Regions from separate parts of the Sus scrofa genome. Here regions 1 and 2 are each linked to region 3. Evidence: chromatin contacts called from public Hi-C data. All regions are on one chromosome and are shown on one strand. Each heading gives the region's core, a stretch centred on a gene start, on an enhancer-like site or on the middle of the called end of the contact. The rest is flanking DNA. Distances are from core to core; before and after follow the strand shown.

The links. A called contact is a pair of places that touch in the nucleus more often than the background predicts.
Region 1: a Hi-C map of skeletal muscle shows a contact between it and region 3, with 5 times the contacts expected there. The contact joins the promoter of NFATC4 here to the promoter of TINF2 in region 3. A contact is called at or near these places in 6 of 47 Hi-C or Micro-C datasets (embryonic fibroblasts, heart right ventricle, liver and 1 more) and 1 of 2 datasets of contacts at active chromatin or transcription factors (alveolar macrophages).
Region 2: a Hi-C map of liver shows a contact between it and region 3, with 8 times the contacts expected there. The contact joins the promoter of ADCY4 here to the promoter of TINF2 in region 3. A contact is called at or near these places in 1 of 5 promoter capture datasets (fetal skeletal muscle), 14 of 47 Hi-C or Micro-C datasets (blood, embryonic fibroblasts, epiblast stem cells and 6 more) and 2 of 2 datasets of contacts at active chromatin or transcription factors (alveolar macrophages and skeletal muscle).

Annotation. Positions count from the first base shown.
Region 1 is chr7:74,927,490-74,931,593 of Sscrofa11.1, forward strand. NFATC4 (nuclear factor of activated T-cells, cytoplasmic 4) reads right to left here and starts at 2,199. Exons shown (of 10, transcript XM_013978173.2): 1 at 1,812-2,199; 2 at 1-715. The coding sequence starts at 1,911. LOC110261591 (a long non-coding RNA gene) reads left to right here and starts at 2,230. Exons shown (of 2, transcript XR_002345915.1): 1 at 2,230-3,087; 2 at 3,620-3,940.
Region 2 is chr7:74,953,137-74,957,005 of Sscrofa11.1, forward strand. ADCY4 (adenylate cyclase type 4) reads left to right here and starts at 2,274. Exons shown (of 27, transcript XM_001927556.7): 1 at 2,274-3,190; 2 at 3,490-3,693. The coding sequence starts at 3,535. It overlaps RIPK3 (receptor-interacting serine/threonine-protein kinase 3), which reads left to right. Exons shown (of 10, transcript XM_001927424.4): 6 at 99-266; 7 at 378-463; 8 at 691-1,053; 9 at 1,187-1,247; 10 at 1,781-2,119. The coding sequence ends at 1,920.
Region 3 is chr7:75,054,784-75,058,905 of Sscrofa11.1, forward strand. TINF2 (TERF1-interacting nuclear factor 2) reads left to right here and starts at 2,008. Exons shown (of 8, transcript XR_002345917.1): 1 at 2,008-2,552; 2 at 2,695-2,799; 3 at 2,919-3,020; 4 at 3,099-4,122.

The DNA of each region.
Region 1 (4,104 bases), core at 949-3,448, 130 kb before region 3:
GAATAGCGCCGCTTGCCACAGGGAGAGGCAGGTCTTGGGGAGGCGGGGGTGGGCCCAGGAGCGCTGAGGAGTAGCCAGCTATCCTCTGGCCCCCGGCCTCCAGGGCTCGGACCATACAGGCTCCAGGGGTCATCTGGGGTCCACGGCCTAGGGGAAGCCCGGGGCGAGGGCAGTGGAGAGCCCAGACCAAAGCGGGAGGCTGCCTCATTTAGCTCAGACTCCACCTCATCACAGGCTGCATACAAGGCTGCCTCGTCGGAGGCGTCTGAGAAGAAGCTCCAGGAGGACAGGCTGCTGCTGCCTGGGCTTGGGCTGAAGAAGGGGCCTCCGCCCTGGCCCCCTGCCTCTCGGTAGCCTCCAAAGCCTTCTGGTGGGGGGTAATCCCTGGGGGAGCCTTCCCCCCAGGCATCTGGATTGTCCTCCAGCGTGGCTGGTGGGTCAGGAGTGGGAGAGATGGAAGTGATGCGGATGCTGGGGCACTCAAGAACGCGGCCTCCCCCAGCCCCACCGGAGCTCCCTCCCGGCCCCCCCAGCCTCACTGACCGGGCTGGCTGGCTCTCCCAAGTGCCAGGAGAGGGGGCTGGGCGGGGTGGTGGGGAGTGCATGCCAGGCCGAGGGGGTGGAGGCCGGGGAATGCCAATAGGGGTGGCGCCATAGGGAGGGGGCTCCCCCAGGGCCAGACGGCAGCATGGTGGGGTGTCCTCTGAGTCCAGTTCTGTCAAAATAGAAAGGGAAGGGGACAGAGAGAGGGATGACACAGGAGAGGGGGAGAGAGAGAAGCAGGTGAGATGTCTAGGTTCTTTGAGTGCACAGCCTCCCAAATCCTGTATGCTACCCCCTCCTCAGCAAAGAGGAGTCTCTGAGATGCCCTTCAGAGCCACAAGACAAAGCAAAGTTGGACGTGGGAAGGTGGATACAGATCCACGCACGCCAGGCTCAGGGAACCTCACGGTCTGAGCTCCTGGCCCTGGGACCTGGGGTACCAGACGGGGCGGGTCTTAAGGTGAGGGAGGCGGGTTGAGAGCGGCTGGAGCTGGGCCTGGAGGCGTGTTTAAGGGAAGCGTTGGGCTGGGCTGGGGGCGACTCACACATGAACCCAATTAGCAGCGGTTCCCAAACCCCCAAACGGCGCTGGCAGGAGCCCCAGTTGCCATCGCAACGGTGGCCGGGGGAAGGGGGGCGCCAGGGCCGTGATGACGAGTGGTGGTGGCTCCTCCCTCGCTCCCCCCAATCTGGGGGCGGGGGTGCAACCGAGGGGGTGCAGTGCGCCGGCCGGGCGAGGGCGGGGTTGGAGGGGGGGGCGCAGGCTGTGCGGATTCGTGCGAGCGGCCGGCCGCCGCCCCCGGCTCGATCCCCGCCATCTGCCTCTCATTGCGGCCAGACAGGGGAGGGGGAGGGGAGCCCTGGCGGGGCCTGAGAGCGCCCCCAGCCCCCGGCGTCTAGGCTGCGGGCCTAGGGATCGGTCCCCAAAGGGCAACCTCTAGAGCCCAACCTCCCTTTCCCTGGCGGCGCCTCGGGCTCTCGGGACCGCTGTTCCCGCCCGCCCCCATCCAGTGACAGTCGGCGGAGCCGAGCGAGAGGCGGCGCGCAGCCAACAGCACCCCCACCCCCACCCCAGTCACGACCTAAAAAGGAGAAAGTGGTGCCCGGCCCCCAGCCTCACCTCCACAGATCCTCGAGCCCTGGGACTCCCCTCAACCTCTGGCCCCCTCATCTCTCACCCCAGGCTCTCTACCTTAAAGTCCCCAGCTTCGGGATCCCCTCGCCCGTCCCTCACGAACCCCAAGACCCCTTCCCAGCCCCGCACTAACCTTCCCCCGAACCGCCCGCACCCAGCGGGGGGGCCTCCTTTTCCTCCCCGAACACCAGCTTAAATTCCAGCTCCTCATCCTCGCAGCTCGCTGCCCCCATGGATCCGGCCAAAGCCCCCAGGTCCCGGGCTGGGTGGGAGGGGGGGAGTCTCAGGAGGCTGCAGTCTCTAGACCGGTGGCTCCCTCCCTCCCTTCTCCGAGACGCCCCCTCCTTCGCCGCTGCCGCCTCCCTCTGGACGCCCCCTCGTTATTATAGAAACTTTTCCAAACTTTTTTCCCCAAACTTCTTCAAAGTGCCCCCCCCAGCCTGTCCCTGATTGGCTGCCCGGGATGCTCCAGCCCCGCCTCCAGGGATGAGATGGGAAAACCACGCGCGCCTTGTCCTCCCCCACCCTCCTTCCCTCTGTCCTCTCTCCAGTCCCTCCCCCTCAAAAAAAAAAAAAGAACAAAACTGAATTGGAAAACGGTCCCTCAAGCGTGGTACGACCATAATGATGCCTATTGGCTCGCAGTTATGACAATCATTTCCCGCAGGGAGCGCTACCACCACAATCCCCAACTTAGCCTAAGTTCAGAGGCTCTGGGTCCGAGCGTCTTAAAGGGGCCACATAGTGGGCCCACAATATAGAGGACCCACGGAAGACCTTTTTTAAAGTTCTGGAGAATTGTGCAGCCAGCAACTAACAAGGGAGGACCACCTCTCTCCCCCATTTCCCTCTAAACCTAAGGCCAGGCCGGTTCTGGAGTGCAGCATGGCTCCAGGCTTCTCTGAAGAGGAGCAGGCCATTCCTCTGAAGCTCCCAGCCCTAGGCCCCCCTGACTAGGCCTTCTGGAAGCCTTTGCTCTGCCAAATCAGCCCCTCCACAGGTCATCTCTCCCCGTCTTCCAAAAGTGAAGAATATTTAGCTGTCTCCGGGCACTGTTCAAAGGTCCACGGGCCCATGGGCGATGATCCAGGCCGGGCTTTACCTCTACCCTAGTCTCAGCCACCCAGAGGGAACATTAATTAGCCTCCACGGGAAGTCGGCTCCCTCCTCCCTAGAACTGTAGTCTGGAAAGAATCTCGGATCCGATGGCATCCTGCTCCGGCAATCCTGATAACCCCGGCCAGGTTTACCAGAGCCCCGGAGCCCAGCGACCTGGGGGGCCCCAGGGTTGGACACCTGTCACCTGGGCTGGAGGTGGAAGAAAGACAGAACTGGAGTTTCTAGGAAGGGCAGGCATGGTGGGGCCCTGCTGTATGAGAAGGGGTTCGACTGAGATTCGTGGGGGAGAGGTAACCCTTTCCCCCTAGGCAGACTGTGTGCTTCAAACCTCTCTAACAGGCCTCAGAGATTTTTACTCCAAATCCCTCTGGTTCAGGACCGCGCCACCACCGGTGCCCCAGGCCTGCACCTAAAGGGTTAAGCGACTGGCCCTTGGGTCAGACGTTTACAAACACTCAGGAGCCGGTCGGGGACCGCGCCCCGTACTCTAATGAGAAACAGGCTCGTCGGGGCGGGGGAAGAGGGGAGGGCTGGCCCGGCGGGCCCGAGCTCTGCCGCGGCCGAGGCGGCTCCCCTCCCTTCTCTCCCGTCCTCCCTCTGGCCCGCCCTGGGGACCCCTCCAGCCCCGGGGGACCCCAGTGACGTGCGGAGCTGCCCAGGCGGCGAGCCCAGGGCCACGACGCCGGAGGGGCGGGGAGAAGAAGCGAGGCCGGCGGGGAGAGAAGAATGTTCCGAGGCTGAGCGGGGAGGCGGCCTGGTTTGATTTTTCTTTCTCCCCCCCCCTCCTTTGGTTGGCCTCCTCAGGTTACATTTCCCTTCCAGCTTCATCTCGGAAATAAAGGAAGGAGAGACCCACGGAGGGGGAGAGCGAGGAACATCCTGAGACCGACGGGAAGCCTCCACCTAAGAGGGGGGCAGAAGGAGGTGGGAAGCCCAGGCGAGAAGGGCAGGGGAAGAGACCCCGACGTGGCCCCAGGTCCACCACACGCCGCCCCTACCGCCCCCCACCTCTGCCCCACCTCCGCAGCACAAGCAGACGTGCACATTCTTTTCAAATGTCATATTTCCTTTGATCCTGGGCAGCGTTTCTCCATGTGTCTGGCTCAGCTCCTGCCCAGCCAGCCGCCTCCCCCTCTCACCCCACTTTGTGTATTTTCCTGGAGGTCCCACCCCCTCCTCCCAGCATCTGGAAGGCCCTGAGGGCTGGCGTTGGCGCACATTCCCCTGACGACTCTGGCTTTGCCTTCCAGTGACTCAATTTCCCCTCTGCGGGTGGGGGCCCCGGGGGTGCGGGCAGAGGAAAGAGT
Region 2 (3,869 bases), core at 1,024-3,523, 100 kb before region 3:
ACCTCTCCTTGGACTGTACTCCCTGCCCCTTTCCATGATGGGCAGGTGGCCCTCACTCTCTGAATGCCTTCTCTCCACGTCCCCCACCCCCTCCCCAGTGGCGACCCAGATATCACTGGTGCGGGAAGCAGTGTGTGAAAGGCACGTCCGACCCCCATTGGATGAACTGCCCCAGTCTGGCCCTGAGAATCCTGGTTTGGAAGGACTGAAGGATTTAATGCAGCGCTGCTGGAGCCATGACCCCCGGAATAGGCCCTCCTTCCAAGGTGCGCTGGCCATTTAGTTGGCAGCTGAGGTAGGCCTGGGTCTGTCCGCAGGGGGCTCTTCCCTGATAATGAAGCTATGCTCACCCACCACCCATTCTGCCTTCTCTCCAGACTGCCGACCCAACACCCAGGGAGCCCTCGATCTGGTAATGAAACAAGATGTAACTTGTAAGAAGATGAATGCCGCGGTCTCCACAGTGAGTGTCTAGCACCCCTAGGAGCTGGGCAGGGAAGGCACAGCATGGCTTCCTTGGCCACCCAATGACTCCCCGCTGACTGTTGTTCTCTAAGCCTTGACTCTCATGCCCACTCCCCCCAACCCATCCCTGAGTTCCCAGGCAATGGACATGGGCCAAGAGGCTCCTCCCTTGGGTTAACCCTGGCTCTCCCACCTCCATGCCCAACCAGCTCTCCATCCTTACAGGTGAAGGAGTTCTTGTCTGAGCACAAGAGCAGCAGCAGCTTGTTGTCTGTCCGTGAGCCAGGCCTGGAAAGTCCAGAAATGGATGGCCTTAGGGGGAGCACAGGAAGCCATGATTCTGTGGTCTCTGAAATGATGAACAGCCTGAACCTGGAGGAGTACCCCAGCTCTGTTCCTGAAAAATGTACAAACCCTCCTGAGAGGATCAGGGCCCAGAAAGAGCAGGTTCAGCCTACCTGGACAGCAGAGATACCTTCAGATTCAACAGCCCAACCTCCTCAAACCCCAGAGACCTTACCTTTCATGAGCCAGAAGCCCAGCCACACCTCAGCTTGGCCCCCAGGCCCTGGACCCCAAGAGAATCAGGTGAGACCTTGGCAGGACTCAAGGATGCACTAGGACTCCTGTGAATCCTGTCCCCTTGCCAGGGAAAACTTGGGGCTGCAGTAGGGGAACAGGCCCAGGGACAGGGAGCCTGATGGCACTGTGTTGTCTGTAGGGGCCTGAAAGACGTGGCACCAACTGGTCTCCCATGGCACCAGGGCCAAATCCAATATCAGGTACCCATTCCCCATTCCCTCCTTTCCTCTGCTCAATTCTTCCACCAGCTTCTTCCTCAAGATCAAATATAGATCCAGGGTACTTGGGGAGGGGGATGAGAAAGGGCTAGAGGTCACCTACCCCAACTTTCTCATCTTATAAATGAAGAAACTGGGATTGGGTCCCACTTAGGTCACACAGCAAAGCCTGGATTTGCCCCTGAGCCTTCTGACTTTCCAGCTCTGTGAACCTCTAAATTCCATTGCTGCTATGTAGGCCCAGAGGGCCACCCAGCAGAAAAGACCCAAATGTCAGCGTCTCAGATGTTCGTTGCCACTCCTCTTGAGCTTCTGCAAACCCAATTCTGAAACCCGAAAGGGAAGACCCAAGGCACTCCTTGACACAGTCGTGGGCAGGCCCAGAGACTGCCTACTTGCATTTCCCCAGGGTGAACACAAGGTGCCGCTGCCCCCCACCCTGCCGCTCCTCCTCGCTTAGACTCTCAGATCTGTACCCTTTAACCCTCCCTCGAGCATCACTGTTTCTCTTAAAGGGCCATGGTCTTCTCAGTTACTTTACAACCAAGGGGTGCAGATTGGAAACAGCAACTACATGGTTATAAAAGGAAGAACTGCCTCATCCACGCGGGGCCCGGTACCTTGGGGCATGAAGAAGGGCCCCCAGCACAAGTAGCTTTCAAACAACTAGAAAGAAGGACTGCAAGAAACGGAAGCCTGGAGTGGGCCACAGGGCTGGTATCATGATAGCAGTATCAAAGCAGCTTCTGAACTGCCTTCTGGAAAACCCAGCATTCTCTGAGGGTCATTAGGCCTGTACCCGAACTGTCTTTGTTCCCCCAGGACTCAATAAACTTGGTGGAATTTTAGCCCAAGCACTGTACAGGAGGCTAAAGCTTCAGCCAGGGGAGGGAAAGGGACATGGATGAGAGACCGGGGAGCTGACATCGAGGGAGTGGGAGGTACTGCCCTTCAACCACAACCACGGACCACAACCAACCGGAAGCAGGATGCTGGGAATGGGCAATGTTGTGGCACACAAGGTCAAGGCCCAGCCGGTGGCAGGAAGGAATCCTGGAGGCCTATCTCCTGGGGCTGCTCTAATCTCAGGGCAAAGCATTTCCTGTAGGGCAGGTCAAGACCCCACCCCAAACCAAACCCTGGATGTAGAGGCTGTGGCCCAGCCACCCACCTTTTCTTGTGGGCTATGGAGGCTTGGCAGTGGGGTCCTGGGGAGGGGGTTCTCCATGGGAACTCGCAGTCCCCAGCACATCTTTGCCCTGCACGATGCCCCTAGTCTCTCACAGGTCAGCCTCCATATTACCACTCCCTCCCCCAGGTACACCCACGCACACATTGCTGTAACACGGAGGCCTCAGAACCCTTTGATTCCCTGCTGGTGTCTAGGAGTGGAGAGCAATGGCTCCACAAAGCTACACACACACCCCTCCCTTGGAGTTGGACATCACTGGAGCATGGACCGGTCAGATGGGGCCACAGCACTGCCACCCAGTCTGGAGGGGCAGGGAATGAGCAGCCCTCTCATCTTGACCTAGACTTTAGCTCCCATACAGCACCATGTGCTTCTTCCCTGCATTTTTGCCAGTCTTCCTTCCAGCCCTCCCTCAGTCTCCCCACATCCAAGGTTCTGAGTCCATTTTGATACTGGCCCAGCACCCCCATGGTCTGCATTCTCATTCCTTGAAGGGGTTGATGGGAGGAGGCCCTGGTGCTGGGAGAGACAATCAGACTGGGGGAGGAGGCCTGTGGAGTCTGGCTAGGGCACAGGAAGGGCCGGGCTGTCCCATCAGGGAAGTGGGAGGGGGCTGAGGCGCCGGGAGGGAAGCGCCTGTGGCCCAGGGCTCAGAGCTACCAGCCCAGAGACAGGCGTGACTCCAGAACCTGCCCTGGGGTTAGTCCGTTCAGCTGCGGCAGCATCGTGGGCAGTGAGTTGAGGGAAAGAGGGAACCTGGGGCTCCTTTGCTTCCACCCCAACTCCCCTGCCCCTGGTGCTGAGGCTTTTGCTAGGGCACCTCTGCGGTCTGGGTTTGAGGGAGGAGGGGTGAAGGATTGGGCACTCCCCTCCCCTCGGACTGGGAGACGGGCAGGGAGGCCACGGGGAGTGCCTGGAAGATGGGATTGCTGCGAGGCCATGCGGTCTGGGTGGAAGTGGCTTGGACCCGGTGAGAAGGGCACAGTTGAGGCTGGCAGGGGCCAGACAATAACCCACTTTGGCCCTCCCCAGCCCGGGGTCCACCCCCAGGCCGTGCAGCACTGAGCTGGGGAGACCATGGCCCGCCTCTTCAGTCCCCGGCCGCCCCCCAGCGAAGACCTCTTCTACGAGACCTACTACAGCCTGAGCCAGCAGTACCCGCTGCTGCTACTGCTGCTGGTGATCGTGCTCTTCGGGCTCCTGGCACTGCTCGCTGTTGCCTGGGCCAGTGGCAGGGTGAGCAGAGGGGGACGAGGATTTTGGTGTGGGGTGCCTCCCCTGGGGCGGCTGGAGGGTTACTGCTTAGAGGACATTTTTGGGGATGAGACTTGTGGCATCTTCTTTTTGATGTGCTCTCTTTGCTGGGACCCAGGAAACAAATGCTGGACCTTGCTAGGAACTGTGCAGTGACC
Region 3 (4,122 bases), core at 758-3,257:
CTAGTCGGATTCGTTAACCACTGCGCCACGACGGGAACTCCTGTATGTGTCTTTTTTAAGGAAAGTTTTGTCCAGATATATGCCCAAGAGTGGGACTGCTGGGTCATACGGGAGTTCTATGCATAGTTTTCTAAGATACCTCCATACTGTTCTCCATAGTGGTTGTACCAGTTTACATTCCCACCAACAGTGCAGGAGGGTTCTCTTTTCTCCACACCCCCTCCAGCATTTATTTGTGGACTTACTAATGATGGCCATTCTGACTGGAGTGAGGTGGTATCTCAGGGTAGTTTTGATTTGCATTTCTCTAATAATCAGTGATGTTGAGCATTGTTTCAAGTGCTTGTTGGCCATCTGTATATCTTCCTTGGAGAAATATCTATTCCGGTCTTTTGCCCATTTTTCCATTGGGTTGTTGGCTTTTTTGCTGTTGAGTTGTATAAGTTGTGTGGAGTGCAGTAAATTTAAAGTGCTGAAGGAAAAAAGCCCACCAACCTAGACTTCTGTATATATCAAAATTATGTCTCAAAAGTGAAATATAACTAGAATTTCATACATGTCTGATCTGGGTACTTCGGGACCTCCAACTAGATGCCCCCTGGGCAGCTGAATATGTGGGGCACCTCAGAAGACTGATCTTAAGTGGAGACGGTGGGGAGCCATTATATCTAGGAAAGGAGATGCCCCAAAGAAAGGGTAATTTCACTAAACCCCTGTAAGGCAGTCAGAGAAGGTAATTAATTCAATCAACAGAAAATGTACATTGTGTGCAGAGGTTCTGTTCCTGGCAATGGAAATGAGAGGCACCAGAAACTGTGACAAGGAGAAAGACAAGTAAAACAGTCATTTACATTAGGGGACTGACTGTAGCAAGTGCGCGGAAGCAATTTGAAAAAGAAAATCTATTTTTATTATTTACTTTAGCACTTCATGATTAAAAAAGAAAAGATAGCAAACATAGAAAACATAGAATATTACCTAGTCTCACCATCTAGAGAAAAACAGGGTAACAATCTGATGTATCTTTTTTTTTTTTTTTGTCTTTTGTCTTTTTTTTTGTTGTTGTTGTTGCTATTTCTTGGGCCGCTCCCGGGGCATATGGAGGTTCCCAGGCTAGGGGTCGAATCGGAGCTGTAGCCACCGGCCTACGCCAGAGCCACAGCAACGCGGGATCCGAGCCGCGTCTGCGATCTACACCACAGCTCACGGCAACGCCGGATCGTCAACCCACTGAGCAAGGGCAGGGACCGAACCCACAACCTCATGGTTCCTAGTCGGATTCGTTAACCACTGCGCCACGACGGGAACTCCTGATGTATCTTTTTAAACTTTGTTTTCGGGTTTGTTTTTGTTTGTTTGGTTGGATTTCCTTTGCTTTTTTAGGGCCACACCCGTGGCATATGGAAGTTCTCAGGCTAGGGGTCGAATGGGAGCTACCGCTGCTGGCCTCCACCACACCCACAGCAACGCTAGATCTGAGGCGCGTCTGCAACCTACAGCAAAGCTCAAGGCAACTGACCCTCAACCCACTAAGCAGGGTCAAGGATCGAACCTGCATCCTCAAGCATACTAGTCAGGTCCGTAACCCGCTGAACCACACCAGGAACTCCCTGTATTTTATTTTTTAAAGGCGGGCGCCCTCTTCTGTTCTGTGAAAGGAAGAACAGTTGAATTCTTAATGGCAGCGGCGCGCCGCCGGGAAAGGCTTTGCAGGCGCTGGTTTGGGTGCCGGGATTTAAGGAATCGTATTTGAGAGGTGAAGACAATGGAGAAAGGAAGTGGCATAGACCTCCTTCAAAGACCAAAAAGCTAGACCTCAAAGAAAGACGTGACTTCTCTATATGCTCCGCAAAAAAACACCGAGGCCAGGGGCGGGACCCAAAACTGCACTCGCCACCACCCACCGGCCGTCAGCAGAGCAGGTCACAGTGGGCGGGAGCCGGCAGCGGCGCAGCCGGATCTGCGGGGGCGTGGCCTTATGACGCGACGTCACGTCTCCTCTGCCTGAAGGCCCATTGGTTCTCCACTGCCACCCTTTTCCGGGGTAGGGAAACTGGTGGCAGAGCCGAAGCGAGGTAGCCGTCCGGTTAGAGACTGCGGCGGCGTCTAAGACACAGCAACCTGGTGCCAGTGTAGCTGGCCAGCTTCTCCATTCGGGCTGCATCCAGAGTTGGGGAAAAAAACCCTAGAATTCTAGTGACCCACGGGAGGGTGTGGACTCAGATCGCGAACTATGCGGCGCAGACCAAAATAGCGGAGTCGGAGGGCCACCGGAAGCCCCACCCCTAGGAGGAGTCGCGAAGCCTCGCCTTGGAGGTAGGAACCAAAAGGGACGGCCCCTGGGGTGGAGCCCGCCGGCCATGGCCGCGCCCCCGGAGGCTGGTCCCGCAGCCCTGCGCTTCGCAGCCGCAGCCAGCTGGCAAGTTGTGCGCGGACGGCGCGTGGAGCATTTTCCGCGAGTATTGGAGTTTCTGCGATCCCTGCGCGCTGCTGCCCCTGGCTTGGTTCGCTACCGGCACCATGAACGCCTGTGTATGGGCCTAAAGGCCAAGGTATTGGAGTCAGTAGGACCTGGTTGAGGGGAAAGGGGAGGGATACGAGGTCCTCTGCTGGACCGACCGCTCTGGAGTGGGACTGGTTGGAAAAGGGTAGCTTGCCCCGACGTGGGGATTCTGAGCTCAGTATTCTTCACAGCTGGTGGTGGAGCTGATCCTGCAGGGCCGGCCTTGGGCCCAGGTTCTGAATGCCCTGAATCACCACTTCCCAGAGTCTGGACCTGTGGTGCGGGACCCCAAAGCCGTGAGTCGTCCCTGGAAGAAGCCCTACCCCCAGTTAACACTTAGGGCAGCACAGTTGCTCCTCCTTCCTGTCACTGGTCCTGATGTCCCTAACTTGTTTGCTTTCCTTACTCCCAACAGACAAAGCAGGATCTGAGGAAAATCTCAGAGGCCCAGGAAACCTTTTGCCAGCAGGTGAAGCAACTAGCAAAGGATTCTGTTGATTTGGCTTCGAACCTACAGGTGGGACTGGCAGCTTTGGAAGCTATGGTGTAGCTTTTTCTTTAGTCCTTTTCTGACCTGCTTCTTTCCTTCCTGCAGGGACTTGAGCAAGAGTATGGGGAAACTTTCCTGGCTGCCATGGAAAAGCTGTTTTTTGAATACTTGTGTCAGCTGGAAAAAGCACTGCCTACACTGCAGGCACAGCAGGTTTCTGGGAACAAAACACATTAAGGGTAGAATGTGGGTGGTTGTGTCAAGGACTGTGGTCTTTATGCCTCTCTTCTCCTTGCCCACAGCTTCAGGATGTGCTGAATTGGATGCAGCCTGGAGCTTCTGTCACTTCTTTTGTCCTGAGCCAGTATGTTGTGGACATGGGGTGGCCACCTCCAGGTACCAGGACCATCTCTGAAAACTAAGAATTTGGGGGTGGAATGTCTAGCCTGAGACTTTTTTTTTTTTTTTTTTGTCTTTTTTGCCTTTTCTAGGGCTGCTTCCGCGGCATATGGAGATTCCCAGGCTAGGGTCTAATCAGAAATATAGCCACCAGCCTACGCCAGAGCCACAGCAACACGGGATCCGAGCCGCACCTGCAACCTACAGCACAGGTCAAGGCTACGCTCATCCCATTGAGCGAGGCCAGGGATCGAACCTGCAATCTCATGGTTCCTAGTCGGATTCCTTAACCACTGAGCCAGGAGGGGAACTCCAGTAGGTTGCCTTTTTAAGCAGCTCTGCTTGCTTTTTCAGAGTGCTCTGCTACTGACTCAGCGACCACCTCAGAGCCCATGGGGCAGAGTCCTCCTCAGCAGCCAAGACCAGCACTCGACAACCCTCTGCCAAAAGCCCAGCCTGGCCCACACCTTCCACAGGGACCAATCTCAAGGAAGCACCCAGAACCTCTGGCTGGCCACCACTTCAATCTGGCCCCTCTAGGCCGGCGAAGAATCCAGTCTCGGTGGGCATCCACTAGCGGAGGCCATAAGGAGCGCCCCACAGTTATGCTGTTCCCCTTTAGGAATCTGGGTTCACCAACACAAGTCATATCTAAGCCTGAAAACAGGGAAGAACATGGGACACACATGGCAGATCCAGCAGGTGCAGTGGGCACCAGAGCGGCCTCTGC